Linked DNA regions of Mus musculus: regions 2, 3, 4, 5, 6 and 7 are each linked to region 1. A link is a contact called in public Hi-C, HiChIP or PLAC-seq and promoter capture Hi-C data. All regions are on one chromosome and are shown on one strand. The core of a region is the stretch at or near the end of the contact, and the rest is flanking DNA. Distances in the headings are between cores, read along the strand shown. Region 1 holds the start of Txn2 (thioredoxin 2). Region 2 holds the start of Apol7a (apolipoprotein L 7a). Region 3 holds the start of Rbfox2 (RNA binding protein, fox-1 homolog (C. elegans) 2). Region 4 holds the start of Sh3bp1 (SH3-domain binding protein 1). Region 5 holds the start of Tmprss6 (transmembrane serine protease 6). Region 6 holds the start of Sstr3 (somatostatin receptor 3). Region 7 has its middle 8.3 kb from the start of Gm41353.

Region 1 (2,700 bases), core at 58-2,557:
GGGACCCAGAGACAGTGCAGAATCTAGTACCTAGTAGCACTTTTCTCAGAGAGCTCTGGGAGAGCCTTCCAGGCACAACTGCAGATGTAGAACACAAAGACGCCTCAGCAAACCACTAATTATTGAGAGAGTGGGTTAAAATAGGGTGGTAGATGGAGTCCATCTGCTGGGACACATCACATAACCCCTCTGACAGAAACCACTTGCTGAGGTGCGCAAAGATTCTCAACTTAGTGTCTATTGAACAGCCTCTCTGTGCTGGGCATTGTACCAGGTTGGCGCTAAGTATATGCAGATGAGACAACCACAAGTCCCTACTCTCAGAAAGAGACGTTGTCCATGTGTTCTGGAGGATTATAAAGCAGGCGCTAGTGAGAAGAAAGCAGTACTATTCAGAGAAGATAAGGTGAGCAGGTGTTCTAAGTACCCAGAGACAAAGTTCAAAGTGAGCAAAGGTATGGAAGGGAAGGTGGACAGCAACGTGTTCCCCGATCGTAAGGGGCTGGAATACTGGTTACAATATGCATAAATGAGGGACTTACACCTCAGTCACTCATGCCAGTGGGAATGGAGAGAAAGCCCTACACTTTACCTTGGATAGTGCTTCCTTGACAGTTCCAAAAAGTAAGACATGACAGTACAAAAGGTAAGGGCTTTAGAAGTACCGCCAGCCCTTAGGGGCAGAGGGACTTGCTCAATCATAAGAAGTTAGGTTGGGCAGAAAAGAATCAAAAACGGCAGAATAACCCCTTAATGCGACATGTGTACACACACACACACCACACACACGACCGGATCTCACGTAGTTCCTAAGTATCGAGGATGACTTTGAACTCCTGAGCCCTCCGGGGTCCTGGGATTAGGTGTGTGCCATCACACCCAGTTTACTTGGTATTGAGAAGCCAGGCTTTGGGTGTGCTAGACAGGAATCCAATTGAGCCATAACCCCAGCCCGGGAATCTCTTCCTTTTAACACTAAGCTTCTGTCGAGAACAGAGCTTCCTCGGCATTAAAGTGAACACAGCCTTCCAGCCCTTTCCAGAGCTCAGATCCAAGGGTGGGCAATGCCAAGAGGCGCAACACAGCAGGAGCTTGTTCCAAAGCCACTCCTTCCTTCCCGCCCTCTCACCCATCTCCTCCCTCACTGGTCCCACACATTTTCCGGTCCCTCCTCCACGATCCCATTCCTTCCGGTCGCGCCCCTTCAGCCCTACATTTTTCCGTCCTCCTCATTGGTGAAAAAAACCGAGCCGCCCCCAAGTTGCAGAGAAACGTCGTCCGCATAGTCTTTCCCGGAAATGACGCTAGACCTGCCCCTGAGGAAGTGACAACAGGAGTGCCCTTGACGGGCAGGCCGGCTGGGCTCTGCATCCCTCTGCTCGCACTGCCGGGAGGTAGGAGCCCTTGCGGGGTGGGCTGAGCCGGGCTGGCGGCGCGCTTCTCTGCAGGAAGGCGATCGGCAGGGGGATGCCCCTAGAGGGAGGAGGTGGCCTTGGCAGCTGCACGTCCTGTGCTCCCAGTCTCCCTGTCCCCCACCCTCCCCAACACGTGTCCATTCTTTGGGCTTCCCTCCGTACACATGCCACCCGCTTCACTTTGGTACCCCATGGCCGGTTCCTACGCCTCTCAGTTCCTCCTTCCGTAGTTGGGAGTCTTCTTCGCTCATTCTTCGACAGCTTCCCTTTCCTTAATTTCCCATAAAAACACTTTTTTAAAAGAATGACTGATAAAAATTTTACAGACGGCCTTGGGTTCCAATTAGCTGTACTTTAAAAACTGGCCTACGTTGGGCATGGCACTTAACCTACCTGTTGCCCTGAGTATGGACGGTATTATAAGGTTTCTTCAGAGTTGATCAGAGAGAGCCAGTGATGTGTGTGTGTGTGGGGGGGGGGGGCATTGGGCTATACACAGTGATGTAAGGCACTTGAGCCTTGTCCCTCCCTCCATTGACCTTTTATAATTCCACCTCAGCCTTGATTTCTTTTTGGCTGTCAACCCAGTTTTTCTGCCCTTCTAACTTAACGTCTATTCAGTGATGCTGACTCCTTACTCACCTCTAGATATTTTTTTTTTGTTGTCGTGGGGAGGTTTTAGAGACCAGGTTTTATTGTCTAGCCCAAACTGACCTTGCCTTATATCACCTGCCTCGCCTCCCAGGAGGAGGATTGACAGGTGGGCCCCACCACACCTGGCCTTTGAAAATCATATATTACAGTATTTCCATGCATCTTGCTTCCAATTCTGTATGTTCCCAACACCTCATTATTCCAGAATTCTTTGTTTTCCTAGTGTGTTGACTTCCTATTGCATGGCCCCAGCTCTTCCTGCCTCTTGCTCCCACAGATGGCTCAGCGGCTCCTCCTGGGGAGGTTCCTGACCTCAGTCATCTCCAGGAAGCCTCCTCAGGGTGTGTGGGCTTCCCTCACCTCTAAGACCCTGCAGACCCCTCAGTACAATGCTGGTGGTCTAACAGTAATGCCCAGCCCAGCCCGGACAGTACACACCACCAGAGTCTGTTTGACGACCTTTAACGTCCAGGATGGACCTGACTTTCAAGACAGAGTTGTCAACAGTGAGACACCAGTTGTTGTGGACTTTCATGCACAGTGAGTACTGGGGACAGTAAGAGATGGAGGGTCTTACTTAAGTATTTATTGAGGGCTCACTATGGCTCTCTACCATGTGTAATGCTTATCT
Region 2 (2,700 bases), core at 140-2,639, 530 kb after region 1:
CTCTCTTTCCACTGATGGCCAACTAGGCCATCTTCTGATACATATGCAGCTAAAGTCAAGAGCTCTGGGGGTACTGATTAGTTCATATTGTTGTTCCACCTATAGGGTTGCAGACCCCTTTAGCTCCTTGGGTACTTTCTCTAGCTCCTCCATTGGGGGCCCTGTGATCCATCCAATAGCTGACTGTGAGCATCCACTTCTGTGTTTGCTAGGCCCTGGCATAGTCTCAGAAGAGACAGCTATATATGGGTCCTTTCAACAAAATCTTGCTAGTGTATGCAATGGTGTCAGCGTTTGGAAGCTGATTATGGGATGGATCCCCAGATATGGCAGTCTCTAGATGGTCCATCCTTTTGTCACAGCTCCAAACTTTGTCTCTGTAACTCCTTCCATGGGTGTTTTGTTCCCAATTCTAAGAAGGGGCAAAGTGTCCACACTTTGGTCTTCGTTGTTCTTGAGTTTCATGCATTTAGCAAATTGTATCTTATATCTTGGGTATCCTAAGTTTCTGGGCTAATATCCACTTATCAGTGAGTACATATTGTGTGAGTTCCTTTGTGATTGGGTTACCTCACTCAGGATGATGCCCTCTAGGTCCATCCATTTGCCTAGGAATTTCATAAATTTATTCTTTTTAATAGCTGAGTAGTATTCCATTGTATAAATGTACCACATTTTCTGTATCCATTCCTCTGTTGAGGGGCATCTGGGTTCTTTCCAGCTTCTGGCTATTATAAATAAGGCTGCTATGAACATAGAAGAGCATGTGTCCTTCTTACCGGTTGGAACATCTTCTGGATATATGCCCAGGAGAGGTATTTCGGGATCCTCCAGTAGTACTATGTCCAATTTTCTGAGGAACCGCCAGACTGATTTCCAGAGTGGTTGTACAAGCTTGCAATTCCACCAACAATGGAGGAGTGTTCCTCTTTCTTCACATCCTCGCCAGCATCTGCTGTCACCTGAATTTTTGATCTTAGCCATTCTGACTGGTGTGAGGTGGAATCTCAGGGTTGTTTTGATTTGCATTTCCCTGATGATTAAGGATGTTGAACATTTTTTCAGGTGCTTCTCAGCCATTCGGTATTCCTTGAACCAGTTTAAACAACATGCTAACACAGTGAACCTATACGCAGGCACGCACACAGTTCCCGATCACACTTAGCTCCATACAGCTGTGTATTTCAAAGTTCATTACACACATTTCCAAAAGTTTTTGTGTCCTAACAGTTTTTGCCTCTAGGTGGCGCAGCACCCATGTGTGCTGTGGACTCTGTTTCGGTGCTATGATGGCTGTTAGGACAGACCAACTGAGAAGGTAAGGCCAGCCTCTAATCTGGGCCACACCTGCTGGAAGCTTACATAAAGACTGGAAGAAGGAAGCTTTTGCTCTTGCCGGCTTGCCGCACCTCACTAGCAAGTCCGTTTCTACAATGGCACTAGGATTCCAGAGTGTACTAAAAACCAGCTGAGACATCCAGCCCTGTGGACTGAGCAGCTACGGGAGTCTCCAACCTGCCATGCGTAGACAGCCTTTGTTGGACTAGCTAAACCAGAGTCTGTGAGTCATTCTAATTCATGAATCTATATTAACTCTATATACAGAGATTCTATATACAGAGAGAGGCGCCTTCTGTAAGCTCTGTTGCTCTAGAGAACCCTGATGAGGACAGATGGTCAGTTCCCCCTACCCCACTCTGGCCTTACAAGCGAGCTAGTCTGAGCTTCGCCTCAGACCCCTGCACAAGGTTTCCTCTGCTCACTCTGCTGCCTGCTTGAGATATGGATGTGTGGCCCCACCTGGGCATCCGACAGGCCTGGCAGGGTGTTGTGACTGTCCTATAAAACTCCACATCCTGCAACCTGACAGCTACAGCAGAGATGTGCCCCAAGAGCAGGATCAATAGACATCTTCCCAACATGTAAATTCTTTGGCCACTGGGTGAGCTTTAAAGTGCATCTTTGTATTTATATGATTTTCTTTTTTTTACTGATGAGATGACTCCACCCCTGTCCCCTAAAGTCCCAAGTCCCTGTTAGCAGCATTGAACAGGAGTCTGGGCCTCAGGAGCTGACTTTGGTTTCCCTTTGGGGAGGGGACTTCAGAACACATGCCATGTCTCAGACTCTGACCTGTTCTTCCGTTTCTTAAAAGATTCTCTTCCTATCATCTTTTGACTTCATGTGAGTATGGGAAAGCTTGAGCGAGGGGGTGGGGGTCGGGGGACACGGCTGCTATCCTGGCACTTGGGTGGTGCAGGCCTAAGATTAGGAGTTCAAGATTCTCTCAACCTACACAGTGCGTGTGAGGCCAGACGAGGCTACATGGACACTTGGAGAGCTTTGGCAAGAAAAGGGAGTTATGGGTTAGAAGGGTGGAGAGTGGTTCTGAGACTGAGTCACCACTGTCTTCAGCTCTCACCATAGCAACACGTACATTCATTCTCCGTTTAGTCAGGTCCCAGGAGGAGGGGCTGGCGCCTTTTCCCTATACTGCTAACCGCAGTTTCTTTCCTTCTTCCTTAGCTCCCAAGGCAATCTCAGTGCAGTTTCTGTTTCTGTTTTTATGAGGTCCACCCCTCTGCAAAATCACCTGATCACTGGTGAGAACAAGGAGTGAACACTCTCACACACGGCCTGTGTTTAGATGTGAACGTCCTTTAACCCAGTTATCTACTTATACAAATAGCATAAGGTTAA
Region 3 (2,811 bases), core at 129-2,628, 620 kb after region 1:
GGAGTGGTCAAGCCTCCCTGGGACTCGTCTGGCTCTGAAGCAGAGATCTTCATCCCTCTGTCCATTTTTAGGTGCTTAACTCAAGTTCAAAGGTCAAGTCACAGACTGGTTGCAAGTAACCTTAGACATCACCTGACCTGGGGTTTCTCAATCTCTGAACTATTGGCATTCTGGTTTGGACAAGTCTCTCTTGCAGGGATTGTTCTCTGCACTGTAGAGTTCTGAATAACATTCAAAGCTTCTATTCAGTAAATGCCAGTATAGTCTCCATTTGTGAAGAACAAAATTTACCATATGACAAATACGGAAGTGGGAGATGCTGAAAGGGTCTGAAACTTTTTCTTGGCTGGGAACCACTGATCCAAAGGATTATTTCAGATACTGCAGTTGGGATCCAAAGAGAAAAACTCACTTGTTTAAAGTAGCAAGCAAGGGTAAGGCTAGAAGCTAGGTTATTGCACAATATCCCTTTCCATGTCACAGTATGGAACCCTGAGAGGCAGAAGCAGTTTCTATTTACAATCAGGTGGAGAAAACCTACCGGACAGACCTAACTGCACAAAGCTGATAAGCTAGGAAGGGCTATTCAGGCAGCAAGGAGTAAAACCAAGAGATTGCCATCTTGACTGGCCACATATTTCTGCTTCAGGACTTGAACAAATTCAGGTCCATCCATTGGATTAAAACCATGTTTTCTACTGTCAGGCTCAAAATGGTTCCGTAAATGCCCTATGTAAACGTAAAGCTCTTAAAAAAACACCAGGCGTTATTTATTACTATTATTAGAGACAGTTTTTCTGTGTAGGGCTATCCTGGAACTCACTATGCAGATAGACCAGGTTGGCTTCGAACTCAGAGATACTCCTGTCTTTGCTTCCTACTTCCTAGGACTAAAGGTGTGCACCACCGCCATGCCTGGCAACATCAGAAATATTGACATCATTAGAGATGCAATTATTCGCTTCATAGCACCATTTCTCAGAAAAGTTTATATGGGAGCCATCACTCCTGGACTTCCCAGGTCTTGGGCTGGAGAGGAAGGAGGCAAAGGGACCTTCCTCTCGCAGAGCGCCCCTCTGCTTCCCTAAATCCCAGGAAGCCAGATGAGAGAGATCAGGTCATCACTTCTCACTAGTGCAACTAGTCCAAGTTGCTCCCCCGAACTCCTGCCCTTCAAGCTCCGCCCCCCGGCCACCGCCTTAAAAGAGGCGGCCCCTTCTCTCTCCATGCTTCCCAGAGCATCCCCGAGCTTCCCGAGCTTTTCCGAGTCCTTCCCGGCCTCCCGCGGGCGGCCCGCGCGGAGGCGACGGAGATTGCCGAGGGGCGTAGCCACGCCCCCTCACTACAGCCTCCTCTCGCGCGGGCGGCCCGAGTCCCACACATCCAGGTTCCTCCCTCCTTCTCTCCTTTCTCTCTCCCCGCCTTCCCGGCGCTGCCACAGTGGCGGGACGGAGGATCCCGACCAGTCAGCTCGCTGCGGCCTCGCGCTCCTCCTCCTCCCAAATAAACAGCCCTCCCCAAGCTGGGAGCCCAGGCCGTCCCCTTCCCCGCACGGCTGGCGAGTGGTGAGGGAGCGCGGGACTGAAGGACCAAGGGACCGAGGGATCGGCGCACGCGCGTGCGAGTGAGAGAGCGAGCGAGCGGCCGGCGCGAAGCCGGAGCAGAAGCCGGAGCCGGGGCCGAAGCCGAAGCCGGAGCCATAACCTGAGTCGGAGCGGTAGTGAAGCCGAAGCCGAAGCCGGGCTCCGGACCGACGCGCACGCACACACGCACGCGGGGGGCGGGGCCGGCGCGCGCCCGCCTGTCGCGACTGTCGGCACCGAGGCCCAGGGGGAGGTGGCCTGTCGCGGGTCGCCCGGCTCCCGGTGGCGAAGGGGGCGCGGGCGGATGGCGGAAGGCGGCCAGGCGCAGCAGCAGCCGCCTCAGCTCGGGCCCGGCGCTGCCGCCCGGGGCATGAAGCGGGAGTCGGAGGTGGAGTTGCCGGTGCCCGGAGCGGGGGCAGACGGACCCGAGCCCGGCCTGAGCAAGCGGCCACGCACAGAGGAGGCGGCCGACGGCGGGATGCAGGTGACCGCGCGGGACGGGCGCCCGGTTACGGAGGGCCGCGGCGGGCTCGGGCCTCCGGGCGCCGGGTGGGCCTGGCTGGAGAGTGGGCTTGGGGCCGGGTGCAGGGGCTGGAGGGGCCCCGGAGGCAGCGCGAGGGAGTGGGATTTTTTTTTTTTTCCTTTTGGAGTTGGGATTGAACAGGATCGGGATGCAGTCCATTTCTTAAGCCTGTGCTCAGTTTGTTGAGAAGTTGAGGGTTCTTGGGTCGATTTGTCCAGAGGAGAGCTGTTGGGCCGAGCTGAGAGCGAGGGAAGCTGGTGGTGGGAAAGCTCCGGAGAAGAAGGGCGCCTTTTGGTTTACACTGGGATGAGGAAAGGGGGAACGGCATGTGGAGAACAGACTGAAAAGCCAGCCAACTCCTGGAGAGAGAGCGAGCCCGAAAGGGGATGTGGCTTAGCTTGTGGGTTCAATCAGTTACTCGAGCAGTCTTGAGAAGTCCGCGGAGTTTGGTAGTGTGATGCTCTGTCTCAGTTTTGTGCAGCATGTTATTAAGTCTGGAGAGAGACACCAGGCAGATCCCGCCTGTGCTTTACCCATTGCATCCTACGTTCGTAGGATGCGGAGTAAACTCCTTAGTATCCTGAGGTAGAAAAGAAAATTTATAGGGCTGTTAGGAGACTGGTTTCTGAGTTGTGGCCTCCAGTGTTAGCTTGATTGTTGAGGGTGGGAAATGACAAAGATATTGATACAGGCGGTTAGTACTTA
Region 4 (2,735 bases), core at 197-2,696, 970 kb before region 1:
AGCCCGCCCAGGCCCAGGCACGTACCTGCAGCAGGTCCTCACCCAAAAACTCGGCAGTCTCCGGGGTGCTGTGGGGGAAGGGGGCTTTGGATGAGTCAGTCTGGGTTAGGGAACCCACTGCCTCCCTCTAACCCCTGCACATGGAACCTGAACCCAAGATGCTTCCAGGACCCACCAAGCCTGGGTGGCCCGTCCACATCGTAGCTGGAGCACATTCCATGGTAGTTAAGAGGATGCATGCCTGCTTCCTCCTCCACCCAGGGCTGTGTCCTGGGAGAGGGTGGACCCATGACACCGAAAAAAGCAGGAGGGAGCTACCCAGGGCCCAACTTCGGGACAGAGGAAAAGTTTCTCATCTCCCCATCCCCCTAAATAGTTTGCCTGGCCCGGAAAGAGGAGGCCTAAGCTGGCCCCCAGAACGGGAAGTGTGGAAGCTGGTCTCCGGGGTGGCCAGGCCCACAGGCATACGACATTGGACTGCAGCTGTGGGCAGGTCTGGGGACTCTGCCCAAGGATACATAGGGACATGGGTTCAGGGCAGAGTGGCTTGGCTTCGTAGGTACATATAAGTGTTTGTGTCACTGCAAGGTCTGGATCAAGTTTCTGGATACACGGTCACCTCTCTGGGCCCAAAGAATGGGGAACTCCCAGGCTGGGGAAGAGGGACAGAAAGAAAGGCTCCGAGAAACTCCCCAAACTTCCGCTCCCATAGTTTTGGGGCTGGGAACCGAGGAGACCAAGGGGTGTCTCTACCTGAGCCTACGAAAAGCAGAAGCAGGACCAAATGGCAGGAGGCCCCTGGGTTGGGGGAGGGGACGGACACCCAGAGCAGAGCAGGCCCCTCCTCCCCAGGCCAGAACACTGCCAGTCCCTTCCCCCAGGGTCTGGGGCCCCCGATCGGCTCCGTTCCTCCCCTTCCCTCCAGTTAGAGGTGGCTAACTGTTCCCATTGTCCGGAGGGGACAAATGAGGTTCCAGGCAGCGTCTTGGCTCAGGACGCATTCTGCTCTCTGCAGCAGCCTCTCCAACCGGGAATGGAGGTGCCTTCCCCCGCTCCCCCTCCACCGCCCGCAAAAGCCAGCTATGCTTGTGCGACCACAGTGACTTCAGACCCCAGGAAACGAGGTCAGGGCTCTGGCATGCCAGAGGGCCGCTGCCTAGATATCTTCGACCTCTGTGACCAGTTCCCCACTCTCCTGCGCTCGCTCAGGTCCTGCGAAACGATAGCACGGCTAGAAGCGGGTGACACTCACCGTCCCGAGCTGCCCGTGTGGGCCAGCTGCCGCATGCGGTGCAACTGCCTCTTCATCATCTTGGGTCCGGGCAGGGGGCCGAGGAGTCACCTTGGGGGTTGAGGCTGGCAGCCCCCGGCCCAGCCTGCTTCCCCGCGCGCTTCGCCCCGGATGGGTGGGCGGCGCTCTGGCTTCCTGGGCCGGCGCGCTCCTCTGGCTGGTGCTGGCGCTGGCGCGGGCGCTCTCCTCCCCCGCTCACGACTCCGCCCCCGGCCCCCAGGTCACTCCTTTCTCCAAGTTTGGAGTCTCTCTCTCTCTCAAGTTTGGAGTCTCTCTCTCTCTCTCTCTCTCTCTCTCTCTCTCTCTCTCTCTCTCTCTCTCTCTCTCTCTCTGCTTCCGGGCCTCAACGACCCCCGGGTTGTCCGACCCGCCTGCCGAGTGTCCGTCGGTCTGTCTCTCTGAGGTCCGCAGTTGAGTGCGGGCTCTTCCTTCCCGCAGCCTGTCCTGTCACCGCGGCGGGTGGCGGGAAGCAGGTAAGCTGCTCCTGCCATCACCGCCCTGGGTATAAACAACCTTTGCTCTCTTAGAGGGAAAGGAAGGCTGCCTAGAAGGGACAGGCCTTCAGGACCTGTGCAGGCCAGTCACTAGGGGATGCTGCCTGGGGACTTCTTCTCCACCATACTATTCCCTGACCATCCCCCTTGCCTGCTGGACCACTGGCTCAGAACTTGGGGTACCTGGGACTACCAGATACTAATGTCCTTGGATCAGTCCCCAAAATTCTGCATTCATTGTGTATAGTAGCTTGGTAGGACAACTGTCCTTGTCCAGTCTATGCCACAGGGTAAACAAGATACCCTGGTCTGCTTGGTCTGCTCGTCAGCCCTTGAGGTCCTGTCACTCTACACTTTAAAGAGTCCCAAGCTTTGACCGCTTCCCCTATTTGTAAAACTCTTTCTCATTTCTTTTAGCAAATGTCCCAGGCGCCTGCCCTTCCTTCTTGTCAGGCCTTGATATGTATGGGTGCTGCTCTGAACCCCCAAACCCGATTTTCTCTTTGAAATGTTCCGCTGAACACCAGCCTGAGCATACAATAGGTGTTCATAGCTACAGAGCAAGAGAGCCGGTGGGCAACTGCAAGCTGACTTCAGTATGCACCCTTCAGGCTTGGGAGGGGGAAGGGTGACTACAGGAAGCCCTGTGCACCACACCAAGCTTTGCTCTCTTAGTTTCAGTTCAGAGCCATACCACTTGAGCACCTACTGTGTGGGGGTAGAGAGTTGGTGTGCTCCTCAAAGACTTCCCTTTGCTCCAGACATCTCTGTGTACCCAGCACAGGTCTGGCACATGGTGTTCACTCAGCCGCTTTCCCCATTTAAGAAGTCCTATCGAGTGTGGGAGGAGCCCAGAGGGGTCCCAGCAGCTGCTGCAGCCAGAACATACTGGCCAGGAACAGCCACAGCCTCTCATCAGTGGAATCCTGGCTCTCTGATGGGGAGTTGAG
Region 5 (2,900 bases), core at 177-2,676, 540 kb before region 1:
TCTCACTCTGTGGACAGGCACATACCCACTTACGCTCACACGCAGATCCCCACGCTCCACGGCCTACACAGACCCACTCCACCCTACAGGCATGGCTATCATCCATTTGATTTTTACACGCCCCAGATATACATTCTTAACATACATCATCTGTCCACACATATACTCTACACTGTACACATATTTCCTACATGCCTGGTGTGCACGCACCAACACACACACACACACACACGCACACACATGGGGAAACACATGTTCACAGCACACTGAGCCTCAAATTCACACACAGTTCTCTACAGGAACCCCTGGCTCACACCATGTGACCTGGCCGGTAGCTCTCCTTACCATCATGCCCTGACAGCTCTTGCTTGGGCCCTTGCCCAAACTTGTAGGTCTGACCCTTGACCCTGTGAGGGTCCATCCTTTCCTTCCCAGCTTGCACACTCTCTTTCCTCGCTCCCCAGTCTCCAGCTGCTACATGGTGATCACGTGTCTGGGTGAGACTCAGTCCCTCTGCAGCAGCACTGTCCCATCTAATTCTAACATGAGCCTCGCTTGTCGCCTCAGTTTTCTAGATCCCATCAAAACACAGAAAAGTAGGTGGGACTCATCTTTGCACAGCTCCTCTAGCCCAAGAGAGCAGCCAAGCTAACATTTCAATCTGCAATCAGTACCCAAATGAGCAATGCAACGACTGACTTTTTTTTTATTTATTTATTTTTCTTGGGTATTTATTTCATTTACATTTCCAATGCTATCCCAAAAGTCCCCAACACACTCCCCCACCCACTCCCCCACCCACCCACTCTCACTTCTTGGCCCTGTCGTTCTCCTGGAATGAGGCATATAAAGTTTGCACGACTAATGGGCCTCTCTTTCCACTGATGGCCAACTAGGCCATTTTCTGATTCATATGCAGCTAGAGACATGAGCTCCAGGGGGTTACTGGTTAGTTCATAATGTTGTTTTTCTTGCTCATGATCTGGAACGTGTCTTACCTAAGAGCCCATCTCTGCTCATTCTGGCTCTATTTCATGTCCAAGGGACATGTGTGGCCAGTGGACAGCAGGGTTTTGTAGAATACCAGTAATTCCTAGATTCATGGAAGAGAGTGTCAAGTGCACCTCTCCCCCGGCCCACTTCTCTCCTATCCCCAGAAGTCACGGGCCCAGGACTTTCTGGCCAGTGTCAGCTGTGTGAGCCCCTGTTCTCACCTGAATCTGCCTCTGCAGTTTCCCATTCACCCTGTTAGGGGACCAGGGGCTGTAACCAGGCAGGAATATCACCAAGCAACAGGCCCCGGGGGAGAGCTCAGGTCTCCTGCTCCTGCAGGTCCAGCCCCCTGGGCACCCATGGGGCAGGGCGGGGTTAGAGAGGCGGGCACTAACTACTTGCCTCCTGCCTCCTGCCTGTTTACCTGTGTTCAGTTTCATTGTCGCCCTGGACCTGACAGGAGAGGCCCATGGAACTTGGGGCCACAGGCCACAAGGGACAAGGGCCAGACACCCCAGCCATGGCTCCAGGCCATTGATCCAACCTAAGCTGGCCAGTTGGGGGTGGAAAGACCTTGGCCTGGATAAACAGAGGCCTCCAGGCCTGTGTGCAGGCCCGGCACCTACCTTCCACTCTTGAAGGTAAGCAGGGGCCTCTGGGACAGAGAACCAGGATCTCTGGTCAATAGCCTGGTGACTAGGCCTTTGAACGGCTTGCAGGGGCTCCTCGGCCAGAGTGACCTGGCATAGAGGCCACAGGGTGCACCAAGCTGCTGTTGGGGAAGGTTAGGTGGAGCGAACCTAGCGCAGCTGAGGGTGCAGGGTACCAGAGGGCTTCCAGGGACCCGGTGGCCTGCGATTCGGGTGTGCAGAGAAAGGGGAGGCCCAGTGTATGGACCTGGTTGCCTAATTTCTCATTTCATATACAACTTCACATCCCAGGCTTTCTGGAGAGCAAGAGAGAGCCCAAGCCCTAATCTGTATCCATGTGGGATCTACACACAGGACTCTTGGCTTGTAGCCTGGAGCTGGTGTGTGTGTGTGTGTGTGTGTGTGTGTGTGCATGTGTGTGTGCAGGTATGTGTACGTGTATTCATGTGTTCGTGCCTGTATGTGCGTGCGCGCATGCATGCATCTCCATCTCTACACATCTGGAGGTGGGTGCACATGGGTCATGTGTGTGGCCAGAGCTCCTAACCATCCCTTCCCCATGGCTCACACTCAGGCCCCTAGCTTCAGTGGTTCACAGCAGGGCTTCCGCTAAGTGCCAAGATGTACTTCCCATGTCCTTGGGTCAGAGTCCCGACTTGGGCCTTCTGCCAGTCTTAGGGAATTCATCTCCCAGGACTTTTGATTCACCAACCACTAAAAGGAGGAGACATTGAAGCAAACAGCCAAGGTTGCTGGAGGTGAAATGGGCTTGTGTGTTGCCGTGCAGTCCATGACTGGAGTGGAACTCTCACACTGTGGTCAAATCCAGATCTCCACTGTGCTACCTGTGAGCTCAGCCCGCAGAGGGTGGACAAGGCTCTCCACTGTCAAGAGGGTGGAAGAGGGTGCAGAGCTGTTGCCCAGTCTACCAGGGGAGAAGATTGTGTCCTTCAAGGGTCTCCACATTATGCATGGGTCAGAGAGCACACCCACCTGGTCAGTTGCACTGATGGGGGGGTGGGGAGCGACTTTTGAGTCCAAGGCTGGTCTGGGCTGCACAGGAAGGCTGTGGGTTCTCAGTGCGGTACCTTCTCAGGAAGGTACCATTTTTATGATGGACTGGGCTTCGGGAAAATTCAAGCCATTGTCTAATAGCAAAAGCTGTGGTGTGGTCATCCTCGTGGGTACAGAAGATGGAGGTGGGAGCTCTGTATTCACTGTGACCCCCACCCCCATATCCAGCGTATCTCTATGAGA
Region 6 (2,839 bases), core at 168-2,667, 620 kb before region 1:
GAATGAATGGACAAATGAATGAATGAATGAGTGAGTGAGTGAATGAATGAATGAAATTGATAAGCTCAGAGCTTAGAGAGCCAAAGGGAATCTGTGGGTAGGGGGCAACAGGGATAGTGGACAGCAGGTGACTGGGAAGCATCACGCAGGGCTGAGAGCAGAGAAACACAGCACCAAGAAGTCCCCCCCCCACCACCACCTTGGACCCTTAGGGCTGCTCAGAGCTCATGTCTGTTTTAGACCAACAGCAGCCACAGATGGCCACAGTTTACTACTTAGTCTGTGCAGTTTACAAGCCAAGAAAGAATGGCTTATATAGGTAGGCACCTGTGAGGAATCTGATGCTGGGGACCACCACCTTCATGCACCAATGAAGCAACATATTCCCCCTCCCAGGGAGCGCATCAGCTGATGTGTTATGAACAATTGTCTTCAAGGGCAGTTGTTATTATTCAAAGTGTATCAGTTAAGAGTGAGAATTTGTTTCCTCGGTGTATACCTTTGACTTTCGGCTCTCAAAGCCTAAAATACTTACTTTCTAAACCATCTCTCTGCTCCTCTGTCCAGATCCAACTGACCCCAGCATCACAGTCTCCTGGACCCGTCCTGCTGCTCCTAGAATCCTCCACAAGGGATATGTGGGCTCGGAGCCCACATCTCGGAGCCCACCCTGCCCTCTCCTCCTCATTCCGCTGAGCAGCCCCCTCCCTTATGGGTAACTACGTCCCAGGGATCTGGTGCTGTCCTGCCTCTGGCAGGCAGCTCCCTCTCTCTGCTGCTCCCCTCTTTTTTTCCAAGTCCCCGCAGGAGCCAAGGCCAGCGTGGGTGGCTGAAATCTCCCCGGTAACGAGATCTGCCTCTCCCTCTCCCGGCCTGGCCTCCGCCCCTAACCTGCGGCCCCTCAGTCTGGCACCTGCTGTCCGGTGCTCAGTTCCTCTTCCCGGCCCCTCCCGCACCCTCCTGCTCCCCCCACCCCCCGCGTCTGCTGGCTCTCTATGTCACCATCTGTGGCACAATCCTTCTCTGTCACTGTCCCCACCACCCCCTCTTTCTCCTTCCTCCTGCCTCCCTCTGTCCCTGCCTTTTTCTGCATCTCTCCCTGCTCCTCAGTCCATCTATTCTCGCCTCTCCTCTTCGCTCCTCTGTCCCTGCTCCTTGCTAGGCATCTCTCCTTACTCCCCCTCATTCTGCCTTTCCACCCACACACTGTCTCCTCTCCCTCTCCTTTCTCTCTCTCCACCTCCGACCCTCCCCCTCCTTTCCTTATTTTCCTCTGGCTTCTTATGTCCCCTGCTATCTCACATTTCTGTCATCTTGAGAAGTGTCTCTTGCCACCCCCAACTGGGTGCCATCCGAAGACCCCCCATCCCGTGTCCGGCACCCTCCACGTGTCCTGGAGATGGGGGGTGACGTACCAGGTGCGGGTGACAAGTCAGGGCCGAGGACCAGATGGGAGAGGCGACGTGGGCTGACGTGGCCCCCAAGGACCTAGGAAGGGTCCACGCCCACGAACGCTGGACGAGTGTGCACCGTGTGGCACCCCAGCTGGCTGTGCTCTGGTGGTACCTGGCTGCAGAATGCTAACCAGCCTGGCAACTACAAAGGGAGTTCTTGCCCAGTGGGCAGGTAAGAGAGCTGAGGTCATGGGAACTTGGAGGGTGGGATACCTGGGAATCTCTAACCAGATTGAATTTGGGGCTAAGTCTGGGGCTGGCAAAGGGTAGGGAGTTCCAGAAAGCAATGAGGCTTCTGGTGTGTGGGCTGGAAGGCAGGAAGGACTATTAATCTCAGCATCTTGTGCCATCATTCCAGAGTCTTGGAGCCTCTGTGCAGCAGCATGTCAGAACTGGACCAAACCAGACGCAAGCTACCATCTGGCCTCCCGGGCCTCGAGCATCCCTTGAAGCTGGCAGTGGTGCCTCTGAAGAGCCCCCTCCACCTCTGCAGCAACCCTGTAAGGTAGGAATGAACGTCTCCATTAAAGTAGGAGGAGTCTAGTCTGGAACCAGAGAGAAGTGACTTGTCCAAGGTCACACAGCATAGCATCAGCAGAGGCTAAGTTCTCAGCTCAGGGCTTGAGGGGGTGGCTCTGAGGGTCAGGCTCCGGGCCTATGGCTCATGTCAGTCACTGCTGGCTAATAAAATCCCAGCCCCTTGCCGGGAGGGGGCGGGGAAGGTCCAGGGGTGCAGAGCACAGGTGCGTTGCAGAGCCAGCCAGGGGTCCTCAGTTTACATTGTCCCTGGATGTCCTGACTCTTGACAACTCCAACCAGAGGCCTTTAAGGAAGCCAGCATGGTCCAGGAGACAGACAGGATTTCTCACTCACCGGGTGGGTGACCCTGTAGAAGTCACTTAACTTCTCTGAGCTTCAACTTTCCTTCCTCATCACCTGCCCCAGCCTTGCTCCTTTGACTTCTCCCTGCTTAGCTTGCTTGTTTCCATTAGTACTTACTAAGTTCATGGTGCTAGGCTAGGTGCTGAAGGAAAGCACTTCGGAAAGGGTAGGTGCTGAGTGAGAGGAGTACCTGGCATGACCGAGGGGCCATCCTTAATTGCTGTGGTGCTTGGGAGTACTCACTCACCCTCTCTGTGTGTCTCTCCCCTCCTGAACAGTTCTGAGGAGATTCCACCCCCAGTTTTCAGGCAAGCTCATGCCAAAGATAAACCAGACAGGGAGGCAAAGTCCCTCCCTCCCTCCCAAGGAGGAATTAGATCAGGCATAGGATCGCAGAACCTTAAAGAAAAGACGGCATCGAAATTGCAGGTCTGTTTCCCCCCTCAGTGACAAGCTGTGATTTCTCTGTTCTGGCACCTGCCTGGCCCATCAACTTTGACTGC
Region 7 (2,700 bases), core at 159-2,658, 560 kb after region 1:
CTGTGGGGTGTCGGGCAGCAAGTCCTTCCTGTTCTTCCTGTACAGTCGCTGCCCCTCCACCCAGGCATTTCTTTCAGATTCTGTCACCTCAGGCCCCGCTGGGACAGAGGGTGGTGTTCACGCACGTCTGGCTGGAGTGAACACAGGTGCGTTCTTTACCTGTCGCTAAGCAGAGGATTGACTTTGCTTGGAGGGCCTGTGCTCAGGTGTGGGCAAAGGTCAGCTGTAGCGGGACCAAGATAGACAGACCACAAGCATCCTTGTCCAAGCTCCCTTCATAGTCCTTCTCCGGTCCTGATCCCTGATCCCTGCTATCTGATTCCTGACCCTTAAGTGGACCTGCCCTCATCCTATTCAGCGGGGTTCCTGCTTATTCATTTATTCTTTGCCCAGGCAAGAACAGAAGTGGCAGAAGTCCCTAGGAACCAACTCCCTCAAGGCATTTTCTCCTCTTCCCAACCCCCACCCCCTTCGTTTCTTCTTTGCCTGCTTCTTCCTCTTGCCGTTTTTCTTCCTCGTTCTTGCTCCATCTCATTTTCTCCCCATTCCCTTTCCAATTCATACAAAGTCTGTGTGGCTTTTGGAGTCACGGGGAGATGGCCTGCCTTTGGTTGCCAGCTGCAGGGCCCGTTCTCAGCAGTCAGAGCCACGGCTGCCGGAGCAAACACTGTCAGCTGAGGCCAGCCACAACCACAGTATGCCCTTCCCTTGTTGATCAACCTTGGATGCCGCTCACGCACGTCGTGTCCACACGGGGGCGCTCCAACAGTGCTTCTCTGGCGTCTCTGGCCTTTCTAGTCTGCATTTTTTTTCCTCCTGGTTAGTGGGAGGAGCACTGGTTTCCTTTCCAGTCTTAGTCGTCTGGCTGCACGAAAAGAGCCTAGGCCCATATGTTCCTTGAGTAGTATTTCCTCTAGCAAAGGCTACACATCCAAAGAGCCCTTAGATTTTTTTTTTGTTCAGATTTGGGTGGAATTCAACAAATTCCCTCAGATATCCCTCCCTATTGAAAAAATTTTTAATTTCTTCTTTTTTTTGTTTTTTGTTTGTTTGGTTGGTTGGTTGGTTGGTTTGGTTTGGTTTGGTTTGAGACAGGGTTTCTGTCTAACACCCCTGGCTGTCCTGGAACGCACTATGTAGACCAGGCTGGCCTCGAACCCACAGAGCTCTGCCTGCCTCTGCTTCTGCCTCTGCCTCCTGAGTGCAGGATTGTAGGCATGCATCATCATGCCTGGCTTTTCTACTTAATTTCATTTTATATGCATGGGTGTTTTGCCTAGATATATATCTGTGCACCACACACTTGCCTAGTGCCAATGGCACTTCTGCCTCCAAAGGTCCACCCAGGTGACTTGCCTCTGCCAGCTAGGCCCCACCCCCCGGAAAGGTTCTGCTTACCAAGCTTGGAAATCACAGTTTTGAGCTGGAATAAAATGAACTAGAGGCCGGGCGGTGGTGGCGCACGCCTTTGATCCCAGCACTTGGGAGGCTGAGGGAGGCAGAGGCAGGGGAATTTCTGAGTTCGAGGCCAGCCTGGTCTCGAGTTGAGTTCCAGGACAGCCAGCGCCACACAGAAAAGCCCTGTCTCAAAAAAAAAACAAAAAAACAAAAACAAAAACAAAAACAAAAACAAAAAAAGAGCTAGAAAGCAAGCTTGTAGTATTAACAGAACGTCCACACGAGGGCGCCCACACACTTTTTAAAAGATGCTTTGGATGAAGCCGGTCCCCAGAGGGACCAGGAATCTGCGCGGCAGGGCTGAGCCTCCCTCCGGGCCTTCGCTCCACAGCCTTCTCCCTCTGAGGATTTCCTTGTTGGTTTTCTTGTTTGCTAGGGAGAGATTCGGTTACCCGTAAGGGGTCTTAGAGCCATGGCCCATGGCTAGGAGACGCAGTAGACGTATTAGAAAGATGAGTTGAGCAGGCAGGCATAAACCTGAGCCTTTCGGAGGGCTTCCTCCTCATTCCAGTGTACTAGTTGAGAAATCCGACATTGCTCCCTCTGGTACTGACTTTGTCACGTCCTCCCACAGGACGGGAACTGCCCGCCTCTGGGCCAGCTGGGTGGCTGCATTCACTGTCCAGGCAAGGCGTCTGAGCTCTGGAGCTGTGGCCTCCTCCTAACGCTCTCACACATCAGTCAAAGCCTTCCTCTTCTGTGTCAAGGACTTCAAGCTTCTTGGCTCGTTCTTCCCAATTCCTCCCGGCTTCCACCCCACCCCCACCCCTAGATGCCTGGTTCAGTTTTCCATTAGCATCTGGCAGAAGGCGGGTGGAGGAGGAGCTGGCCGAATGTTTAAACTGGTTACCACATGGCTTCTTGGAGCCAACGATACTGCTACCGGGAGACACAGGGAGAGCCTCCCCAAGCTCCAAGGCCAGTGTCTGCGGCAGGATCAAACACCAAAGGGTTTCTGCACTGGGCTGGAGACAGGAATTCACTAAACTGTCTTCAGTCTTTCTCTCTCTCTCTCTCTCTCTCTCTCTCTCTCTCTCTCTCTCTCCCTCCCTCCCTCTCTCTCTCTCTCTCTCCCCCCCACCATTCCCCATGCCCATGCCCATCTCTATTTTAAGACGGACTAAATTGCCCAAGCTGGTCTTGAACTCATTCTGTAGCCCAGACTAGTCTTGAGTTCATAATCCTCCTGCTTCAACCTCCACAGTAGTGGGATTACAGACAGTCCCAGATGAAGTTTCCTAA

The links. Promoter capture Hi-C pulls out the DNA fragments that hold promoters and counts their contacts. A called contact is a pair of places that touch in the nucleus more often than the background predicts. HiChIP or PLAC-seq counts read pairs in DNA pulled down with a chosen protein or histone mark.
Region 2: a FOXA1 HiChIP or PLAC-seq map of pancreatic cancer cells shows a contact between it and region 1. The contact joins the promoter of Apol7a here to the promoter of Txn2 in region 1. A contact is called at or near these places in 1 of 39 promoter capture datasets (embryonic stem cells) and 1 of 115 datasets of contacts at active chromatin or transcription factors (pancreatic cancer cells).
Region 3: a promoter capture Hi-C map of liver shows a contact between it and region 1, with 2.8 times the contacts expected there. The contact joins the promoter of Rbfox2 here to the promoter of Txn2 in region 1. A contact is called at or near these places in 1 of 39 promoter capture datasets (liver) and 1 of 115 datasets of contacts at active chromatin or transcription factors (pancreatic cancer cells).
Region 4: a contact with region 1 is called in a promoter capture Hi-C map of hippocampal neurons, with 4 times the contacts expected there. The contact joins the promoter of Sh3bp1 here to the promoter of Txn2 in region 1. A contact is called at or near these places in 3 of 39 promoter capture datasets (cranial neural crest, hippocampal neurons and neutrophils).
Region 5: a promoter capture Hi-C map of liver shows a contact between it and region 1, with 4 times the contacts expected there. The contact joins the promoter of Tmprss6 here to the promoter of Txn2 in region 1. A contact is called at or near these places in 4 of 39 promoter capture datasets (the SN4741 cell line, hippocampal neurons, liver and 1 more), 1 of 484 Hi-C or Micro-C datasets (liver) and 1 of 115 datasets of contacts at active chromatin or transcription factors (memory CD8 T cells).
Region 6: a contact with region 1 is called in a promoter capture Hi-C map of 3T3-L1-derived adipocytes, with 9 times the contacts expected there. The contact joins the promoter of Sstr3 here to the promoter of Txn2 in region 1. A contact is called at or near these places in 14 of 39 promoter capture datasets (the 3T3-L1 cell line, 3T3-L1-derived adipocytes, the C10 cell line and 7 more), 1 of 484 Hi-C or Micro-C datasets (cortical neurons), 7 of 115 datasets of contacts at active chromatin or transcription factors (the SCID.adh cell line, bone marrow-derived macrophages, embryonic stem cells and 2 more) and 1 of 9 other capture datasets (embryonic stem cells).
Region 7: a Hi-C map of the N1E-115 cell line shows a contact between it and region 1, with 3 times the contacts expected there. The contact joins the enhancer-like site here to the promoter of Txn2 in region 1. A contact is called at or near these places in 4 of 39 promoter capture datasets (3T3-L1-derived adipocytes, embryonic stem cells, hippocampal neurons and 1 more), 3 of 484 Hi-C or Micro-C datasets (the N1E-115 cell line, cortical neurons and embryonic stem cells) and 1 of 115 datasets of contacts at active chromatin or transcription factors (astrocytes).

The regions. Positions count from the first base shown.
Region 1 is chr15:77,927,601-77,930,300 of GRCm38.p6, reverse strand. Txn2 (thioredoxin 2) reads left to right here and starts at 1,307. Exons shown (of 4, transcript NM_019913.5): 1 at 1,307-1,394; 2 at 2,347-2,609. The coding sequence starts at 2,347.
Region 2 is chr15:77,397,799-77,400,498 of GRCm38.p6, reverse strand. It overlaps Apol7a (apolipoprotein L 7a), which reads left to right and starts at 1,389. Exons shown (of 5, transcript NM_001164640.1): 1 at 1,389-1,561.
Region 3 is chr15:77,305,620-77,308,430 of GRCm38.p6, reverse strand. Rbfox2 (RNA binding protein, fox-1 homolog (C. elegans) 2) reads left to right here and starts at 1,378. Exons shown (of 14, transcript NM_053104.6): 1 at 1,378-2,067. The coding sequence starts at 1,888.
Region 4 is chr15:78,898,479-78,901,213 of GRCm38.p6, reverse strand. Sh3bp1 (SH3-domain binding protein 1) reads right to left here and starts at 1,446. Exons shown (of 18, transcript NM_001316684.1): 1 at 1,253-1,446; 2 at 26-68. The coding sequence starts at 1,311.
Region 5 is chr15:78,467,160-78,470,059 of GRCm38.p6, reverse strand. Tmprss6 (transmembrane serine protease 6) reads left to right here and starts at 1,426. Exons shown (of 18, transcript NM_027902.2): 1 at 1,426-1,634.
Region 6 is chr15:78,542,923-78,545,761 of GRCm38.p6, reverse strand. It overlaps Sstr3 (somatostatin receptor 3), which reads left to right and starts at 1,417. Exons shown (of 3, transcript NM_009218.3): 1 at 1,417-1,626; 2 at 1,813-1,959.
Region 7 is chr15:77,366,404-77,369,103 of GRCm38.p6, reverse strand. No RefSeq gene overlaps it. Among named protein-coding and RNA genes, the nearest start is that of Gm41353, 8.3 kb to the left of the region's middle. Within about 2 kb of position 1,408, at least 195 of the 459 cell types and tissues checked have an H3K27ac peak or open chromatin away from gene starts, as enhancers often do. A contact at or near this core is called in 3T3-L1-derived adipocytes, the N1E-115 cell line, astrocytes and 4 more, where this site is marked.